Linked DNA regions of Sus scrofa: region 2 is linked to region 1. Evidence: chromatin contacts called from public Hi-C data. All regions are on one chromosome and are shown on one strand. Each heading gives the region's core, a stretch centred on a gene start, on an enhancer-like site or on the middle of the called end of the contact. The rest is flanking DNA. Distances are from core to core; before and after follow the strand shown. Region 1 overlaps C17H20orf194. Region 2 holds the start of ITPA (inosine triphosphate pyrophosphatase).

Evidence for each region. Hi-C and Micro-C count contacts between places; a contact is called where the count stands out from the background.
Region 2: a contact with region 1 is called in a Hi-C map of omental adipose tissue, with 1.7 times the contacts expected there. The contact joins the promoter of ITPA here to the enhancer-like site in region 1. A contact is called at or near these places in 1 of 5 promoter capture datasets (liver), 18 of 47 Hi-C or Micro-C datasets (alveolar macrophages, blood, embryonic fibroblasts and 8 more) and 1 of 2 datasets of contacts at active chromatin or transcription factors (skeletal muscle).

Annotation. Positions count from the first base shown.
Region 1 is chr17:32,378,920-32,383,111 of Sscrofa11.1, forward strand. The region is part of intron 20 of C17H20orf194; the gene reads left to right. Among named protein-coding and RNA genes, the nearest start is that of SLC4A11, 64 kb to the right of the region's middle. Within about 2 kb of position 1,887, at least 14 of the 83 cell types and tissues checked have an H3K27ac peak or open chromatin away from gene starts, as enhancers often do. A contact at or near this core is called in embryonic fibroblasts, mesenteric adipose tissue, omental adipose tissue and 1 more, where this site is marked.
Region 2 is chr17:32,472,507-32,476,698 of Sscrofa11.1, forward strand. It overlaps ITPA (inosine triphosphate pyrophosphatase), which reads right to left and starts at 2,321. Exons shown (of 9, transcript XM_021077577.1): 1 at 2,177-2,321. The coding sequence starts at 2,242.

The DNA.
Region 1 (4,192 bases), core at 637-3,136:
CTGACTTTTGTATTTTTGATTCTGGTTGGGTCCCTCTTTTGTAGATAACTGACATGGGTGTTGTGATTAATGATACATCTGATATTTGAAAAGACTTGTTGGTGTGGAAGTGTTTTCTTACAGCTTTTCTCCTTTGATCCATCCAGATGAGGAAGCTTGTGCCAGGAAGGACTAGCCTCATAACTGCACCTGGTTCTCTTGTTGCTGCCTGAGAATTGCTCTCAGAATGGGCTAGAGCAGCATTTCCAGAAATAGATTCTATGGATTGAGACAAAATCTGGATTCATTTTTTATTGCTGTGTAACAAATTACCACAAATTTGGTAGCTTAAAACAACATGCATTTAGTTTCTCATAGTTGGGTGGGTCAGAAGTCCAGGCAGGCTTGACTGGATTCATGTTTGGGCTCTCATAAGACTGAAGTAAAGGCATCAGCCAGACTAGACTGATACCTGGAGGCTCTGGGGAAGAACTTGCTCCTGAGCTCATCCAGGTTGTGTGTAGAGTGCTTCAGATTGTAGGACTAAGGGGTCTCTTCTGTTGCCGACTGTCATCTGGAGCCACTTTTAGCTCCTCCCACCAGAGGTCCTCGCCCTGTGACCCTTTCCATCTCAGCAACAAAGAACTTCATTGGGTTGAATCTCCCTCACTTCTAATCTCTCTGAACTCCTCTCCTACCAGCCAGAGAAAACTCTGCTTATAAAGGGCTCAGCTGATGAGAAGAGGCCCGCTGTAATCTCCCTTTTGCCATGTAACATTACCTGAACACAGGAGTGACCTAAAATGGTGAAGGTCATGGGCTTTCTTAAATTTCTGCCTACTGGAGTTCCCATTTTGGCTCAGGGGGTTAAGCACCTGACTAGTATCTATGAGGATGTGGGTTTGATCCCTGGCCTCAATCAGTGGGTTAAGGATCCAGCATTGCTGCAAGCTGTGGCATAGGTCACAGATGTGGCTTGGATCCACGTTGCTGTGGATGTGGTGTAGGCCAGCAGCTGCAGCTCTGATTCGACCCCTAGCCTGGGAACTTCCATAGCCACCGCCAGTGTAGCCCTATAAAGAAAAAGAAAATTAAATTTCTGCCTACCACAGTCTGCCCTCTGGCCCCCACATTTTTTACATGCAAGATATAAACAACCCTAGCTAAGAGCTTTATCCCATTATGGTAACAAGTCTAAGTCTTAAATCTCACAAACTCAGAAATCAAAAATCTCAAGATTATCTACATCAAGATTATCTAAATCAGCTATAGGTGAGGTGCTGGAAGCATAATTCATTAAAGACAGCTCCAGAACACAGTTCTCCACCTGGGGACCTGTGAAATTAGAGGCATGTTACCCGTCCCAGCCCTCCCAAAATACAAGGTAGAACTGGCATAGGATAAGAGTTACAGACATTCAGATTCAAAAAGTCTGGGGGGTGAAAGATAAAAGAGTCCCAAGGCCAGGGCAGCTTTGAAATTCAGCTAAGACAAACTCCAGTTCCCAGATTAGGTTTTAAGTCCCTGGGCTCTTGGTTCTACCCTCTAAACTCTTAGCGTTACCCTCTGGGCTCATGACTGCCCTCTGGGTCATCCTTCCTTTTCATGAAGGTGGCTCTTTGTTTGTAGCTGATTAGTTTTATCAGCCTACTTCTTGCCTCTAGAATTTTGGGAGTCCAGTAGTCTCCTTTCCTTTTCTATTCTTTCTGTCCCTTTCAGTCCAAGCTGGCAGTGTTTCTGCTGATATAAAATTCTCAAGAACCTTGTTGGTCTTACATGGATTTCCTGGGGATTCATTCTGTGCTCCTTTTTGGCTTCCTCAAAATAACATTTTCTTATGAGTCCTGTTCTTTCCCTGTTAGACATCATGTTTTTTTGTGGAGGAGGAGTTGTGACTCACTCCACAAATTCCTTAACCTCTACTAAGCAAATTCCCTCTCTGGAGAATTTGTTCTTCTTGAAAATATTCTATCTGGTTGCAAATTCATCTCCATGTGTTCAGATCACTGGTTCTGTTTCTGCTCCTCTGTTGACATAGAAGACAAAGCATAAGGAATTCTGGTTTTTTGATTCACAAAATGCTGGGTAGCCTTTGTCAAAGCATTTGTTATCATGCCTGTGCTATGGCCCCTGCCTTTCTGCCTCTCCAGAACCTGGTGCAAAAGACCAGGAAGTTAGGGGCATTTGCTGATGATGGGAGTGTGTGACAACACTCCCCGCCAAGAGATAAAATTGCATAATGTTTTAAAATCACCTTGTAGACACAACACAGAAGTGGTTGTGCTCTGGCTCAGTCGAGCCAATTAAAATATTTAGCAAGGATATTTGCCAAAATTAGTTTGTACCTTGTTAGAAAAATAATCTTATACCGTATTGAGTTAATCCAGCAGGATTCAGTGTATCCTCAGGTCTTTATGCAAGAATCAAGGATGTAGTCAGGGATTTCTGAAGTCTTATTGGTCACACACTTTAGAGCTTAGATTTCGCACTTTCTTAGTTTCTGAGGAAAATGTGTGCATTGAGAGATGGTTTTTTGTTTTTGTTTGGTTTTGTTTCTTTTTTAGAGCCATACCTGCTGCATATGGAAGTTCCCAGGTTAGGGATTCAGTTGGAGCTGCAGCTGGAGCCTACACCACAGCCACAGCAATGCAGGATCCAAGCCACGTCTACGACCTACACCACAGCTCACAGCAATGCTGGATCCTTAACACGCTGAACAAGGCTAGGGATCAAACCCACATCCTCATGGATACTAGTTGGGTTTGTTCCTGCTGAGGCACAATGAGAACTCCAGAAGATGGTCTTTTAAGGCGGGAAAATTCAGTAGGAGTGGAGAATTTAAATAGGAGTATCCTCTGGCTGTGTGTTAAGCATTTCTCCACTCTCCTGAGGAAAAATAATTCATACAAAATCGTTAGGTCTCTCCTCTGGACCTTGGAAGAGGGCTTAGGCAGGTCAGGGGTCCTGAAGCTTAAATGTCTAGGTATTCTGCCTCTGAGACTGAAATTTATCTGTTCCCATCCTCTGAAGGCATTTAAAAAGCTCATCAGTGTGCGTTATTTTGATTGATCTTCATATCTTGAGCCCCATAGAAGGTGGAAAATTTGTCTGAGGTTAAAGTGCAAGTTAGCAGTAACATCTGGGAGGTAGTCCAAGTCTTCTGATTTTTAGTCCAAGGATGCCCTAGAAAACTACTACACATAAAAAGGATAGTGCTTTCTTACCTTGCAATGTTTCCAACTCTGGAAGCTTTTCTCTTCCCCAATTAGTGACCTCTGCTATCACGAGCCTTTATGTTATGCAGCTTCCCCTTCATTCATTTCCTTTATGTGCCCTTCTCTTTATCACCCTGCTGACCTTGGTCAGGCAGGCTGCCCAGTACCTAGTCATCAGGAGCCTGCTTTAGAGCTTTACCACATATTCCTATATCCCTAAACAATGTCTTGGTTTTGAATTTAATATAAATAGAATCATTTGTGTTCTTCTGGGACTTGCTTTTTTTGCTCAATATTCTGGTCCTAAGCTTCATCCAGATTCTTGGGTGTAGCCATTATAGTTCATTCCTTTTTGTGGTGCCATAGGATTGCTTTGTATGAAAACGTGCTGTTCTCTCCTTTTCACTCTTGATGGACATTTGGATTGTTTATGGTTTTTTGCTGTTGCAGGCAGTACTGTCATGAACATTCTTATAAATGTCTCCTGGTGCACCTGGCACCAGAATGATGCCTTCCACCACACATTTTCCTTGCTATATGTAAACACATAATTGCCATCTATTGTCTCAGTCCTCTGATTTTCCCATTACATTTCTGGCTGGTTGTACCAGCCGGCAGTGACATCTCTAGTATGTTGGTCTTCCCTGAATGTTTTACCACCGTGATTGCTTTGGTTTTTAACATCCCTAGTTGTAGAACTTTCTATGCTTTGCCCTGAATAAAGTCAGCCCCTCCAGCAAGCCTACCTCTTTTCCTCATACGACTTCTGCCCACAGAGCTGGAGAGGAGGTAATGTGAATAGACTCAAGCTAAACATCACAGATTTCTACTGTTCTTACCAAGCTTCAGTATAATTCTTTTTTTTTTTTTTTTTTTCTTTTTTGGCCACCCCACGGCATATGGAGTTCCTGGGCCAGGGATCAGGTCTGAGCCGCAGTTGGGACCTACTCCACAGTTTTGGCAATGCCAGATCCTTAACCCACTGTGCCAGGCCAGGA
Region 2 (4,192 bases), core at 1,071-3,570, 94 kb after region 1:
ATTAATAAAGCATATGTAACCAGATCACAAATATTTATATTTTGAAAACTGTAATTCAATAGAATTGATTTCCTTTGTAATCCTACGTACTCTACTTTGTACATTTAAAAATATTTTCCAGAGTTCCTGTCATGGCTCAGTGGGTAACAAATCCAACTAGGAACCATGAGGTTGCGGGTTTAATCCCTGGCCCTGCTCAGTGGGTTAAGGATCTGGTGTTGCCATGAGCTGTGGTGTAGGTCACAGACATGGCTCGGATCCCAAGTTGCTATGGCTATGGTGTAGGCCGGCAGCAACAGCTCCAATTAGACCCCTAGCCTGGGAACCTCCATATGCCACAAGTGCGGCCCTAGAAAAGACAAAAAAAATAAAAATAAAAATATTTTCCTGAGAGTCCATAGGCTTCATCATACTGCCAGTGGGGTTCTGTGAGATGCAGTTAAAATTCCCTATTTTAGGCCAACTTAAAGTCCATCTTCTTCTCCAATGAGCCTTCTCTGGCCACTCCTGCATGTTCTTCTTTTTTCTTTTTGCCACACCTACCACATGAGAAAATTCCAGAGCCAGGGATCAAGCCTGCACCACAACAGTGACCTGAGCCACAGCAGTGACACCAGATCCTTAATCCACTGAGCCACATGGGAACCTCTACAGCCTCTTCTATAAATGCAGGAGGGCCATATTCTCAACCAGAGGTAGAAGTGGGCTTGGGAGTTGGCACCCACCACCTTGCATGGGGCTCTGTTCAGGGTGGCACTGCCTGTCTGCTTGACTGGTCTGGCCTCAGGATGGCAAACCTTTTATCAGCACAGGGTTCTGGCTTCTGAGAAGGCCACCTTATAATGACAAAGAAGTGCCATCAGTCTCTATGCTGTGGAAAAATTAAGGGTCTCCTAATGATTGTGCTCCGCTGGTCTGCCTCAGACATACCCAGTGGGTGTCATCTTGATTCCGCACACATGACCCACCTCCTTGGCCATGGCTGTCTGAACAGGGTCAAACACTTGACCCAATTAAGGCCAATCAGAGCTGATGTCTGGGAGTTCCCGTCGTGGCTCAGTAGTTAACGAATCCGACTAGGAACCATGAGGTTGCGGGTTCGATCCCTGGCCTTGCTCAGTGGGTTAAGGATTCAGCATTGTGGTGAGCTGTGGTGTAGGTTGCAGACGTGGCTCAGATCCTGCGTTGCTGTGGCTCTGGTGTAGGCCAGCAGCTGCAGCTGCGATTAGACCCCTAGCCTGGGAACCTCCATATGCCGTGGGTGTGGCCCTAAAAAATAAAGAGCTGATGTCTGGCAGAAGCCTCACTGCCTCCTTCACCAGGAGGGAAAAATGCAGAAAGATCTCAAGTGGAAAAAGGATGGGCATCCAGAGAGAACTGGGACAAATAAGCCCCTCCAGAGGGACTCCTAAGATTCCTCAAGTCCTGTGGACGGCATACCTCTGAATTCCCACGTTGTCACCTGATGGTTTACATGAGCTCCCTGTGTCTACTATTTGCAGCCAAAACTGTTCCATCAACCCCCAGAATCCTCACTGCTAGCCACAAAGTCTAGCCTTGTAGACAGGAACTTTGGATCTATTGCGTCCTTCACTCCTCCTCTCCATTGCGCTGTGAAGCGGAACTCCCGCATCGTTCCCATTTCACAGATGAATAAACAGGCTGGGAGAGGCTAAGGACCACATTTTTGGACCGTGGAGAAGGGTGGATGGCTCCGTTTGGATGTCTGACCCCACGGCATGTCCAGCCCCTGCCAAGTCCAGGCCAGCAGCGGGGTCTGGATCAGCTGCAGAGGGGTATCGGGGTTCCGGTTTGGGAATCTAACTTAAGAGGTGGCTTTTGGAATAGGACCCCACCTGGCTCCTGAAGCCAGGTGATCTCCTGAAGCCCCTGAGATCACAAGCCCGGATTCTAGCAAGGCCAATCCCGGGTCGTCCCTACCCAGCACACGTGACGGTCCCACTACGCGCGGCCCATCCCCTTCCAGGTCCAACCCAACCCATTCCTCCCGGTCCAACCTATCCCTCCGAGTCCGACTCTCTCTGTTCCCCCTCCGCTCCTCCACTCGCACGCTTCGCTCCGCCTGGAAGCTCCTTCTCCGCCCTCTCCCCAGCCAGCCGTGCCACACGCAACCCCCCAGCCTCCTCCTTGTAGGCTTCCCACACCCTCCCAGCACCTCCTCTAGTTTCTTTGCGTTCCCCGTGACAAACACGATCTTCTTCCCGACCAAAGAGTTCGCCATGGTGAGCCGCAGCTCCCTCGCGGACTCACCGGAAGCTCCTCTGCCCCGAGTAGCAGGCACTTCCGGCTGGTGGCGGAAGGCGGTGGCCCGGTTTCCGGCCTGGGGTCCCGGGAAAGCACCGTGGGGATTACTTTCTGTCTCAGGGGTGGCTGCGGCGGCAGTCTGGGAACGTCCGGGTCGGGAAAGCAGTGCTGGGAGCGCAGAGCTCTTGCTCAGACCCCGGGTAGCATAGCGCCGTTTTCCGGATAAGCAACCTGGGGCGTGGTCCCCTTGCATCGGAATTGCTGGGGTCTTCCCGACGCTGAAGGTTGAGTATGCCGAGACCAGACCCTCCCGTCCGCCAAGGGACGCTCTCCTCAAGGCGAGAAGAGACTGTTCCAGCCACCTGCCCCATCCCTGCTTTCGCCCCTCTCTGGGAGAAACAAATTACCTCCTCGTGCGTACCCCGAGGCCGGTGATGAACTGCAAGCCTGGGCTCTGGATGATTCCCCTTCACCGTGGACACTTCCAAAGCTGTCTCTGAGAACTGTTTCCTTCTAGACAAAGGCTCCCAAACACGGATCTTTATCCTGACTTCACCTTCAGCCCCGCTCCCTTAGCTCCTTCTTGCTTGCCATCTCTGATCTACTTGATTGTGATTTTAAACTTGGCATAGCCTAAAGCTAGCCCGGTCTCTTCACCCATCTTCCAGACTTGGGACTTGAGTATTTCATCTCCCTTATTATCTCATGCCTCCAGCCCTCAAGTCATCGTTCCTTCTCCGTAGCCACCTTCTCAGCCAGATCTTCTCATCCCTAACAAAGCAAAGAGTAGAGAGTGCCCCCCTAGACCCTCTGTGTCATAGGCCTTGACCCACTGCTAACACCCTCATTGGGCAATTCAGCCGTCTCTTTCCTTCATGGACTTCAGCAGTCAAGGATTAACATTAAGGGCAGATTCAGGGCCAGCTCTACTGCTGAGGCAACTCCTGTCAGGAGTATCATGGGAAGTCAGGGATAAATTATTTTGGTGAATGTTACAGACCTCTGATAATCTCGATGAATTTTTTTTTTAGACCCCAGAATTTGTCCTCTGCTAATATCCAAAAAAAGAAAAAAAAATTCCTTTGTTTGATGACTTTACAATAGTGTGTAAGTATTGCAAAGGTCAAAAGGCATTACTGTGTCCTAAGGCAGGTCCTGAAGTTTCCCATTCTACCACGTGATCCCTTTCGACTATGTGATTTGGGAGGTTCCTTGGAGTAGTGGTTAGATCAAGGAGTGGTTGCCCTCCCTCTGTATCATGTGTCTTCCTTCTTCCTGAAGTCATAGTTAATCCTCAGGAAGGTGGAGGGGCAGAGGAGGTTCCCCTCAGCAAAGCTGACCTCCAGACTGTTGAAAGCTTCGGCTACAGCCTTGGGCTAGGAGGAGCTTGCCGGGAACAGAGTATAGCACCTCCATGTATACGGAGTACCACAGACAAGTACCATATATTATGGTCAACACAATGACCCTGGGAACACTGGAGGCTAGGAGAACCATCTGGCTTGGGGAGGCAGATCCATCGCTCAGCAAGCTGTGGGAGACCACAAAGAGTAATTAAGCAGAGAGTATTGCGAATGGGTATTCACTTTAGATAGACTTCACTGTAAATCTGAAGGTCTTGGAGCCCAAGAGCTTGTTGGGTGAGGGAGGACATAGATGAAAACTCAGAATTCTTTTTTTTTTTTTTTTTTTTTTTGTCTTTTTGCTATTTCTTTGGGCCGATCCCGCGGCATATGGAGGTTCCCAGGCTAGGGGTCGAATTGGAGCTGTAGCCACTGGCCTACGCCAGAGCCACAGCAATGTGGGATCCGAGCCTCATCTGCAAACTACACCACAGCTCACGGCAACGCCGGATCTTTAACCTACTGAGCGAGGCCAGGGATCGAACCCGCAACCTCATGGTTCCTAGTCGGATTCGTTAACCACT